2 separate regions of the Mus musculus genome follow, and region 2 is linked to region 1. The links are chromatin contacts, called in public capture Hi-C maps. All regions are on one chromosome and are shown on one strand. Each heading gives the region's core, a stretch centred on a gene start, on an enhancer-like site or on the middle of the called end of the contact. The rest is flanking DNA. Distances are from core to core; before and after follow the strand shown. Region 1 overlaps Igsf3 (immunoglobulin superfamily, member 3). Region 2 has its middle 24 kb from the start of Gm33381.

What was found. Capture Hi-C pulls out chosen DNA fragments and counts their contacts.
Region 2: a capture Hi-C map of embryonic stem cells shows a contact between it and region 1, with 3 times the contacts expected there. The contact joins two enhancer-like sites. A contact is called at or near these places in 3 of 484 Hi-C or Micro-C datasets (bone marrow-derived macrophages, cerebral cortex and palatal mesenchyme), 5 of 115 datasets of contacts at active chromatin or transcription factors (T-cell acute lymphoblastic leukemia, bone marrow-derived macrophages, embryonic fibroblasts and 2 more) and 1 of 9 other capture datasets (embryonic stem cells).

The regions. Positions count from the first base shown.
Region 1 is chr3:101,444,260-101,450,131 of GRCm38.p6, forward strand. All of the region lies in intron 7 of Igsf3 (immunoglobulin superfamily, member 3), which reads left to right. Among named protein-coding and RNA genes, the nearest start is that of Gm40109, 61 kb to the right of the region's middle. Within about 2 kb of position 3,157, at least 35 of the 459 cell types and tissues checked have an H3K27ac peak or open chromatin away from gene starts, as enhancers often do. A contact at or near this core is called in embryonic stem cells, where this site is marked.
Region 2 is chr3:101,801,287-101,807,158 of GRCm38.p6, forward strand. No RefSeq gene overlaps it. Among named protein-coding and RNA genes, the nearest start is that of Gm33381, 24 kb to the right of the region's middle. Within about 2 kb of position 3,150, at least 72 of the 459 cell types and tissues checked have an H3K27ac peak or open chromatin away from gene starts, as enhancers often do. A contact at or near this core is called in embryonic stem cells, where this site is marked.

The sequences.
Region 1 (5,872 bases), core at 1,907-4,406:
GGGCAGTCGGAATGAATATTTAATGCCCTCTGCATGTTGCCAAATCTGTTTGCTTCATGTTCTCTGCTGACCTGGCAGATTGGGCTAGCCGAGAGTCTTGGGTATGTGAGCATGGGCTGTCCTGACCAGAGAAGTGGCCCTGCATTCTCCCTGGGCAGCCTGGGTTCTCCTTCCAACCCACGCAACTTCTGCCTGCCTGGTGTCTATGCAGGGCTGGGCAAGCCTGAGTGAACAAGCCCTTAGAGAAGGTCTCAGCCCTCCATTCGTGCTTCAGCCTTGTTGCCATGGTGGCAGCAGGTGTCTGCCCGATGTCAGTTACTGGCGGCAGTCAGTCAGGGTCACTGCTCTGTCAGCATAAAGGTTGGGCAGGGTAGGGTGTGCCTGGGCTTCTCTCAGTTTGCTCTTTTACTTCCCAACCCTTGCCGATTTCCCTCTGCCACCTGCCCCTGCCCCTGCCACCTGCCCCTGCGGGCATGTTTAAGCACCTGCTGGCATGGTAGGTGTGGGTGTGTCACTGCAGGCGTGGGTGTGGCACACAGGACTTCACCGTGGACTGTGGATGGGAAAAGGGTTAGACCTTCCAGAATGGAGGTTGAACCAACACCGGGAATGGATGTGTGTGAGCCAGGAGGGCCCCGGTTCATTTTTGTTAAAGGTGAGGGTGAGCCACATGGCCTGGTGGGAGTCCAAGTCTACCAGATCACTGGCTCTGTGACTGAGAAAGAATCATTCTGAAATTGGGAGTAATATTTACTTGATAGGAGTAGTGAGGAGCATATAGTTAATATGTGTGAAGCGCTTATGGTAGAAGATAAGACAGAGCACCCTAACCTGGGGAATTGGGCTTTGGTCATGTGAGGCTAATATACCTTTTTAAAAAGTATTTCTTTCTATTTTTAGCTATGCATGTATGTCTGTGTGTGTGCACATAGGAATGCAGGTACTTGGAGAGTCTAGAGGATGGCATCAGACTGGAACTGGGGTGGTTGTGAGCTGCCTGACCCTTGCTGAGAACTGAACACCTCTGCACGAGCAATTCACACTCTCAGGTGCTGAGCTGCCTCTCCAGTCTTGTGCACTCAGTTTTAAATGGCAGATTAAATTTCAGTGTGTATTTACTATCCTGAAATTAAATAAAACCGAATGCAACATTTCTAGTCACATAATCTTTAAACACCATCAGCTCTCCCACCCCCCTGGGGCACTTTTTGGTTTTTTATTTTCATTTGGTTTTGTTGGCCTCAAACCCACAGTCCCCCTGCCTCAGACTCCCAAGCTCTAGAATTATAGGCGTGTGCCACCACACCTGGCTAGGATAGTGACAAGGGACTCAGTCATGGCCGGCTGGAAGGGCTGTGACTGCTGCCCTCAACTGCAGAGTGACAGCCATTCCGAAGAGTGGCTGAAGAAGATAAAGACAAGGTCTCTAATGGTTGGCCCTATATATTAAAAACAGGAAGAAGAAGAAAAGAAAAATGGGTGCTGTGTTTACTAGAAAAGCGAAGTAGACTCCAGGCTCAAAGGCACAATTCTCATGAAGGTTATTTGAAAGTCACAGAGGACACAGGACAAAGCTTTATTGGAAAGGATTTGAGACACTACCTACCTCCTACTCCCTAAACCAATGTAAAAATCAAAAGACCTTGTGCCTCCGGGTTCCTGTGATGATGTAGGATTGTATTTGAGGGGGACAGGGATGGGGGCATTGTCTGCCCTGTGGAGGGAGAACAGATGTCCCAGGGACAGGCTCTCAGCTTGGAAGTGACCACCCTCTTGCTTGCCCTTTAGAAAGATCTCCTTGGCTAGACAGAGGCTGGAAGACTTGTCTTCAGGCTGCGGTCTGGGGAAGAGCTTATTAGGGACTGGGTAGGTAGGTCCTGGCCATGTAGAGGGAGAAGAACAGGAACATGGGCACTTCAAGTGCAGTGACTTCATGAGTGATGGGTACATTTTTCTGCTTGCTTCCCAGAGTGTACATGCATGTATATGTGTGCATTTTGAGTGAGGGGTGTCCCCAGAGCTCCCCATTGTCCCCTAATCTTCTGGTTGACCTGATTCCTTGAACTTGAAAGATCTTATCTGCCCCAGCCACTGGCTTCCTCCATCCCTGACATTCCCGTTAGATGTTTGAAAAAGAGTCTCCCTTCCTTCTCTTCATTCTTTCCTGATCTCTCCTTGACTCTCTTCTGCTCTTCCCTTGCTCTCTTGCATTGAATCCACCACACACAAGAGCCTGCAGGCTCTCAAACCCACAGGTCACTGGGAGTCATCTCTTACCCCCATTTCTCACCCAGTATAATTCTAACTTGCCAGGTAGCTGTGCCATCCACCAAATATTCCCTAAGAGCCACAGTGGGCAGAGTCAAGAACTGGTCCCGCCCCCAGTCTTGGCCACTTCCCTTTCTGACATCATCCACCACACCTGAGAATCTGGCCTTGTTGCCTGCTCTGGGTGATCTCTTCCTTTTGTTCTTCATCTGTTGGACCCCAGCTCATTCATTTTTCAGAGCCCAGCTCAGGGATCACAGCTTTTTGCAAGGTTCTCTCTCTTTTATCACAGTCGGAATTAATGACCCCTCTTTTAAAAGATTAATTGGGTTTTTAATTCAATCACCTATTAGTTAATGTGATTAGCAATGATTGGTTCATAGTTCTTTTGCCCAGGCATTTGCAAAACGAGGAGTCCTTTTAAAAGTGGCCTTTGATGTAAGGCAGTTATGGCTGAGTTTAAGGAGATTCATTTACTGAAAGAGTAAGTGCCTTCTGCATGAGCAGTGCACACATGAACCCATCCAGAGGGTGGGTAGGTGGGCTAGGGAAGCAGCTGCTGCTCTCTGCCGCTGAGCCCCTCATTCCACTGTCTTTCCTCCATGTAGCCCACTTCTGCCTCATAGCAGAGCAGCCTTTACCAGACTGACTGACTGTCTTAGCTTTGATCCAAAGCCTGGGCAGAGAACTAACTGTCCAGCTGCAGCAAGAAAGGGCATCCCCTCAAATGATGGGAGCTTCTGAGAAGGCAGATGCTGCAGTGTCCATGGACTGTACGGGCCAGCATTGCCGTCTAGCCTGCCTGGCCCTCCTCCTGCCTCCTGCTGTACGAGGGAGGGATTCACCAAGCCTACCTTTGTGTATCTTTGCTTACTTTCTCCTCTGCATTCATTGACTCTCCAAGTTTGTGTGCTGAGCAGCCACACCCAGGGCTTCCCTGGCGGAAGGCAAGTCTGGATCTCCATTGACCTTGTTCTATTGAGATTGTGATGCAGTAGGTCTGAGAGTCTGTCTCTAAGAAATTCACCCAGTGGGTCTCATGCTGCTGATCCATACTGCTTAGGATTTTTTTTTATTAATACTTTATGTATATGGGTGTTTTGCTTGCATGTATGTCTGTATACTTTGTGTGTCTGGTGTCAGAAGAGGGTATTTATTGGATACCCTGGACCTGGAGTTACAGACAGTTGTGAGCCTCCATGTGGCTGCTGGCAATTGAACTTAGACCTTCTGGAAGAACAGCCAGTGCTCTTAACCACTGAGCTGTTTCTGCTGACCTAGAATATATTTTATTCTATTTGATTTATTTATTCTGTGTATGTATGCATGTATGGAGGAAGTCGGTATGTGACATAGCACACACGTGGAGGTTAGAGGACAACTGTTGGGAGTCAGCTTTCTCCTTCCTTGGGTCCCTGTGATTTGAACTCAGGTCTCCAGGCATGGCAGCAAACACCTTATCCTCTGAGCCATCTTGATGGCTCTGTCTACAATACTTTTAAAAAGTTGGGGGGGGGGCGGCTGTGATTGGATATAAAGTAAATAAAACAATTATAAAAACTTTAGTTGTGTCAGGTATGAACACTCGGGAGGCAGAGGCAGACACGTCTCTGTGAGTTCAAGGCCAGCCTGGTCTACAAAGCAAGTCTAGGACATCCAGGGATTGTTACACAGAGAAACCCTGTCTTGAAAAACAAAAAGAAAAAAGAAAAGAAAAAGGAAGAAATTGAGTTGCCACTATGTTTGTCAATGTCTCACCTACTGTGAGTTTTGAACTCGGAACCACAAATACAAACCAAAAGGGATTGAGGAGAGCTAAAACTAACTGTTGTTCAGGGTCCACTCGGCCTCCCACTAAACTCCTCTGGAGCTAATGCATTTGGTCTGCAGGGCACTCTGGGTGCATTAGATCCACACTTTGCCGTTCTGGTTTGCAGATGAAAACACTGGTCTTTCGGAAAGTCCAGGTTCTCCTAAGGGGGAGGGAGCCGAAGCTCGCAGATGTACCTTGCCCAGGGCAATGCTGAGACAGGCTTGTGAGTGCTTCCTAATGAGCTGTGGGGCCTCCTGCCTCCCCCTGGCTTCCGGGTGTGTCTTCCCTTACCACACTCCCCCCCCCCCCCAAAGGAGAGGACATGCAGAGCTTATAGTAAGAGCTGACCCCCTGCCTACATGTCAGATTTCAAAAGTATCTCTCTCTCAGGCTTCCCAATACTTCATAATATTTTGACATGGGATGGCTAAAAAAGAGATAGAAGAAGAAGAAACTGGAAATGCTTTGAAATATTTCTCCTCCTTGGCTTGTGGCTCTTTAACCATGTGACTGAGTAGAAGTTGAGTCATAGCATCCCAGTTTAACATATGCAGTTACTATAGCAATTGAGGTTTCCTTAGTAACAGTTGCAAAAAATAATCTGGCCCCAATTAATAATACATTTTAAAGCTCTTTCTACTCTACACAGAACAACCCAGTTCATCTGGCCGAGCACCAGATGATTCAGGAGGTGCCGTCTGGACTGACTGAGATCCCGTTTGCAGGTGGAGCATTGGGTTGGAACAGGATGAAAAGGGAACAGGTAGCTTCAGGCTCACAGGAGTCCACTCAGGAAAGCTGACCAGCAGGCCAGGGCCAGTCCAGCCTCTAGGATTCCCAGTGTGCCCTGACAGTCCTTGTGGTTAAAGAAGAGGGAAAGTGGAGAGACTGGCTGGTACCAACAGATGGAAATGGAGCATGGGCCGTGGCTGATCTGATGTGATGTGTTCTCTGTGGCTGGAGGTCTTGTGTGTGAATTCTGAAGTCCTCCATGAGGGGAAAGTCTGCCTCAGCAACACGAGACAGGTCCTCAGAGGTGCTTTTGTAGTAGTGGTGTTGACTGTGGGACCCTGTTATGCCTTCTCGCTAAAGCTTTAAAACCATCCTGAACGTTCGTCTGTGTGCTACTGGGCACACCGAGGAGCAGTCTGTGGCTGTCAAATGCTCTTCTTCCTTACACATGGGTCTCAGCCCTGCAAGCCTTTAACAAAGCAGGCCAGCTAACTGGCCAGAATCTCAGGACACAACCGGGGGGCCCAGTCACACACCTGGATAGTTTCTGCACATTCCAGAGGCAGACTCCATCCAGTCTTAAGGAAGCAAGGGCTCTCAGCAGGGCCTGGAGGTGGGCTCCACCAATTGGCAGAAGCCCTCGCTATGGGACCTGTACCATACCCTGGGTTTTCCTCAGCTGGCAAGGTGGCTCAGAATTAAGATATGAAGAGAGGGGGCGGGGGTGGACTGCTGTTCTCAATACCAGCTCATTAAGAGAATTGCCTTCTCCTTTCTTCTCTGGTTAGTAGGGAACACAGGGAAGTATAATGATATATAGAGGAAGATTCTCCAGTAATCTCCAACAACATGCATTTTACTTGGGTTTGGCTTCTTGGCAACTCAAAGATGAGCATCTGCTCTGTTACAAGACCGGCAGCCTATGGAATTTGCTCTCTATTATTATTATCTGGAGTTGGCCATCCCTGTTGCTTCTGGACTGTGATAGTAAGGGGAGGGAGCTGGTGCTGGCTCTGCTCTGTCCATCACTGCCCTCATTGCTTCAGGACCTGGACTGGC
Region 2 (5,872 bases), core at 1,900-4,399, 360 kb after region 1:
TCAACAATGCATGTGGTCGCAGCAAAACTGCCTTGGACTGTCCGTGAATGAAATGATGTTAGGGACCACTTTCCTCTCAGGTCCAATGTGGGGTGGGGGCGGGGCGTGCCTAGCTCACTTTTCCTTTCCTGTACAGTTCAGGGTCCAGTCCTATGGTGGTATCCACTTTCAGAATGGCCTTTTTCCCATGTCAAAATCAATGCAGTCAAGACAATCCGCTACAGGTGAGCCCGTAGGCGAGGCTGGTTAGAGGGCCTCTCTTTAAGAGTCATCTCTCCAGCGATTGATTCTAGATTATGTGGAGCTGACAATTAAAACTGACAATTACCATGAGTTCTGACATGGCACTTCCCATGCTCTTGTTTACGACTGCGACTACTTCCTTCAAGCTCCTGTTGCCATTACTGCCCCCTCAGTGGCAGACTGCAACCTGGGATTGTGAGTCTGATAAACCATTCTCCCTAAACAGAGTCCGCCGGAGCATTCATCATATCACAGTGTCAGGAAATGAAACTAACACACACACTAATGTATCCAGGCGGCTGCCAAAAGAGCTTCTCACTAACTGGTCCCGGCTCTGGGCTTCTTCCCAGGTGGAGATGGAAACCCTCTGTCACTCAGAAAGTGAACACAAGAGCAATCGTGTCAAAAATCAGAAAGTCCATCCGTCACTTGCAGAGAGTAAGCATGCCCGTGGGGTCCTGCTGGAGGTGGCTGGGAGAAGCAGATGAAGAGGGTGAAAGGTCAGGCTAGGAAAAAGGGATAGACTCAAACACCGCTGTACATTTGCATATCTCTCCTCTCCTTCATTCATCAAATGCTGGTGTTTGTCAGAGATATAGATCTCAACCTTCAGGAGTCATGGCGGGAGACTGACTTAATCTTTAAAAGACTCAAAATGCTATAGGGACATTTACCAAAGCCCTGGAAACTTGGGTCAAACCAAGGGGGCTGAGTCTGCTTCCTGGTGGTCCCCAGCATAGCCCTGACACTGAAGAAAATCACATCTTGTTGGAGTGGCACAGTGACACAATGCTTCAAGAGATATTGTGCCAGCAGACCCATCCCGGGGCTAAGCTGTTCCCTGCCATGCGGACCCCTAGAGTGGAGCAGGCAGGGTTTTCAGGAAGAGTGGAAGCTGTAGACTTGAGAGAGGAGAGACTCTTGCCAGGTATACGCGACCTGTGCTCCGTGAGTGGCAGTTTGGGGTTTAAGCCACCATTCAGAGGCTGCCACCTGCAGTCATGTTGTCTCCTATTTTCTAGTTCACAAAGCAGAGGGCATGCCTTCCAGCCAGGACAATCCTAAGGCTTCCGTGTGTGAAGAAGCAAACCCTAAAGACTAAAAGGAAGCAGAACCCTGCGATGCAGGAGGGGTAAGGCAGAAACACTCACTCCTCGGGCAGCTCAGGGGTGTCCTGGGAACATATAGGCTCTTCCTTCAGCATAATCTAGAAGGGTGGATTTAGATGTAAGATTTTTAAAGATCCCTCTGTCCCGAACGGTGTCTGCATTGGGGTGGGTAGCTTACTCCATTGGATCCAGAGCACAGTCTGTCCAGGGACAGTTTCATGACAGGAAGGAGGGGGGTACTTCCTCTTCAGTTAGCTTAGCGCTTTGCCCTCCTCGTCTCCCTTGGAGTTCCAGGTCAGTAAGGCAGGCTTCGTGAGAACCATTTTCAGGGCCAGCAAAATGACTCAGCTGGCAAAGGAACTTGCTTCAAACCTGGTGAGCTGAGTTCAACCCCTAAGGCCCATTGGATAGAAAGAGAGACTTGACCCCTGAAAGTTGTCATCTGGCAACCCCCCCCCACCCCCCCCCCCACCCCCGCTACATATATAATCTATGGTCCTTATTTTTTGTTTGTTTGTTTTTTGGGTTTTTTTTTTGTTGTTGTTGTTGTTTTTGTTTTTTCGAGATAGGGTTTCTCTGTGTAGCCCTGGCTGTCCTGGAACTCACTCTGTAGACCAGGCTGGCCTCGAACTCAGAGACCGCCTGCCTCTGCCTCCCAAGTGCTGGGATTAAAGGCGTGCGCCACCACTGCCCGGCTGGTCCTCATTTATAAAATGATGCCTTAGAAAGATTAAGGGATTTGCTTTTTGTGTTATATGGCCCACAAGCTAAGTTGCTTTTCTCTCTTCTGTGTCTAAATGAGTGATGGGAAGTGACTTCAAGGAAGACGGGTTTATTTGGGGCAGGTGGTTTGGAGCTAGAGTCCATCGTGGCCGGGAAGGTTTGGTGGAGGAGGCTTCTGCATATCTGAGTGGATTAGGAAGCAGAGACAGGGGCGTGAGGGTACTTGTGTGGCTTTCTCTTTTTCACCTGGGCCCGTGGCAAGGCATCACCTACATTCAAGGTCCTCCCTGGATTAAGCCTTTCTGGAAGCTCCCGCACAGGCATGCTCAGAGGTGATTCCAACCCCTGTCCAGTCGACAGTTAGAAGGGTCCATCACAGAGACAGATGTGATGAAGCTGGCTATCAGGGAAGTTTCTAAGATCAGTGGGACTCAGATTTCCTTGAGGATGCTAAGGGACAACTTCGTGACACAAGTAGGGCTCAAGAAGACAGTGGTGCAAGCAATACCCGGACTCCTCCCACCGCCCACCTGCAGTCTCCAGGGTTTTATTTACCTGTTTAGTTCTGTCACCTAGTAACAGCAAGCTCCCCAAGGGCAGACAGAACTCAACGCTCTCATTTGCCATTGAAGTTCCGGTGCCTGGAAGAGAATCTGGCTTGATGTCTGTGCACAATACCTATTTTTGGCTGAATAAACAAAGGAGAATGAGATCCTTAGCGAAAGTTTGTTTTGTTGGTCTCAGATAGTGAACCCAGGACCCTGCCCTAGCCTCTGAAAAGCTTTGAGAAAAGGGAGCCTTAGAGCTGAGCCTTCCTGAAAAGGCTGGAGATTTTACAGGCTGGAAGAAGGATCACTCAAGTTCCAGACTGAATATGGAGGAGACGGCAGAAAGCTCTGTGTGTGTGTGTGTGTGTGTGTGTGTGTGTGTGTGTGTCTGGCCATACTGTGAGAGAACTGTTTCGTAGGGGTCCCTAAGTGTCCACTGCAGTTCCTGCCCAAAGGAGAGGCTGGCCAGACCTGTGGATCAGTGGCTCTGGGTGGGGAGTGAGAGATATGGGGCTGCTAAGGTTGGGGGTGGGGTGTTGGCAGCAGGAGCCCACATTAACAGGTGACAAGGGTGTCCAGGCAGAGATGCTGGTACTATTAATAGGAACATACGTCACAGATAATGCTTTTGTGTGTCAGGAACATGGCCGCTGATGGATTGCGAGACTTCAAAGATGACATTGAAGTGCTAAGGTCAGGTGCTAGGAAGAGAAAACAGAGCGGGGAGGGTCTGGCAGCCAACGCCACTCGGTGTGTTTGCTCTGTGCATCACAGGTTTGAGTGGGAACTGCTTTGTGAAAATCTCCAGCTGGTTGCCAAAATATGAGCTACACGAGTGGCCCAGCCTGTCCCTCTGGACCCCTGAGCCATAAATAGTCAGGAGGACCCAACTAAGGGGGGTGGAGTTCATTTTGTCGTGTATGGAGTCTCATTATGTAGACGAGACTGGCCATGAATTCATAGAGACCCAGCTGCCTTTGCCTCCTGAATGCTGAGATTAATTGTGTGCACCTCTACCCCCCAGCTAGGGCGATTTTGGAGGTAGCCTGCAGGATTCCAACCTGCAGAATGCTGGCCTGGCAAGGGACTGGGAGGCTCCTTCCTTCACTAAGGACAAAAGGAGGATTGGGACCGTCTAAGCTGGGGATGGGGTGGTGGTGGCCGGTGTCCTATGACTTGCTGGATCAGGTAGACATTTTGTCTCCCATGGTTCTTAGAAAAGGCCGTTGAATGTCTGACGATTTGAGATTCCATGGTTTTGTCAGCCCTTCTGTTTGAACAGAAAGCTCCCTAATCCATGCCCCTCTCCACATTCACGCATAACTGGTTAACAAGTCATACCCGAAAATACGAGCCTCCCCTTCGGTGCACGATGCTGGTAGATTGGATTTTATTGTTGCCATCCTTGGGATATTCTTGTTTGCTAGGGTCTCCACGAGACACAAAGCTATAGATCAATCCCCTGCCCTGTACTCCCAGTCTTAATGTTATACACTGTTATTGAGGAACTATGGCTTCAGAGGTGAAGGGCTGGAAGAAAACCAAGTCTTTCTGGACCCTCAAATTCCTTTCTTCCTGGCCTAAGGGGCATTGTTCGGATCATAAATTGCAGGCCTTTTAAGAAAAGCAAACAAAGGCTAACTGCATTGCAAAGGTCACCGGGCCCGTGGAGAGAGCGCGTGATTAGCTTCTGAAACAGAAGGCTTTGAGGACTTTACAGGGTTCAAAGGTGCGACCAGAAATTTTCAGTCCAGGGCAAATCCTAAGAAGTCTTCCTCCCCCATCTGTCACCTCAAGAGCTCCGCCCATCTACCTTCTGGGAGGACCCGCTGCTGCGGACAGGGCTGACAGGGCGGGTCAAGCAAGGGCAGGAACATGCCCCACCCCCTCCCCTCAGACCAAGCCAGGAACAGGGGAGGTTTCCACTTGGAAAGCCATCCTGGTCGGCTTCTCCACGTGCCTCTCTGTCACCTGCACTGTGAATGACTAGTGATGACTTATACGCATGCCCAGGCGGTGACCTTGGATTTTTTTTTTTTTTTTTTTTTTTTGGTCTGTGATTCTCAAATGTTTATGAATAAATTGATAATGCCTACCCTGGTTCAAAGGATGGTTGGAGGGATGAAATGAGATAAAGCACAAAGAACAGGAAATGTACAGAACACATATCCGTGGATTTTAGGGGCCTGAACTGTTCTTTTCTGGAACATTCTCACCCTCCACCCATCTGTTGTCTTTGTGCCGAGCTGGGTGGGGGACGCTTGCACTGGGTGGGGGACACACGCTGTGTGTCCAGGGTGGACTGTACTGTGACTGTCCCCATGGAGTCAACACTCCCCTTTGCCAGCCTCATCCAGAGCATGGAGAGCCTGTGGGTCAGGATAGCCTGTCTGCGGTGGGAGAGGGCCACAGTGTGGCGAACTGCTCTCCTCCGCTGCCATTGGCCACGGTCAGCAGCCAGCCAGAGAGAAGCCGCGAGCGCCCCCTGACGTCTTCACCGCACAGCACAGGCGGGGCTGCCACAGCCAAGCAGCAGATCTCAGTCAGCCAGCAGAGATCGCCAAGTGTGCCCTGCGCATCTCCTGCTGGTCTGCTGTAGGTCTTTACTCCGTTTGGAACACCTGTCCTGGTCATAAAGGACAGGTTTCACATATGTGAATCCTACATAGAGAGACCCAAGGGCAGAGGACATTTTTGATGACCATTACCACGGAGACAAAAGGAGAATATTCTAGAAGGAGGCAAAAGAGGAAAGGGCAAAATAAGAGAAGACTATGGGGCTTGGGGTGAAGAAGAAAAGGAGTCCAGACCCTTTGGGCCCATGGCTCACTAAGTGAGTTCTCCATCCATGGTTGCCTCTTGGGCCTGAAACCACAGGTTAGGTTTTGTTTCGAGCCGCCCTAATGTTGACTGCCCCACAGAATATTCCCATCCCCCTCCAGGTGGGGAGGAGAGTCTACAACTCTGACCAAGTTTGGGCTGTCTTTGGGAGATGTGATTTGCTCAATTACGGCACAGTTCCCTGACACTCGGCACTGATCTCTCATTCCTTTGTATCCAAGCACCCCGGGTTGGGTCCTGACAGGAGAGTCATGAGCTACGAGGACTTAAAAGCTAAAGCTGGCAAAGGAAAGTGACTCCCTCTCAGAGCAAAGCTGTTGAATGAGAGGAAATGAATGGTCTAGACTCAGAAACAAAGCAATGGGGAGGGAGGGCTTCTGCCAAGACCACTGCTATTTGTTCCCAGGC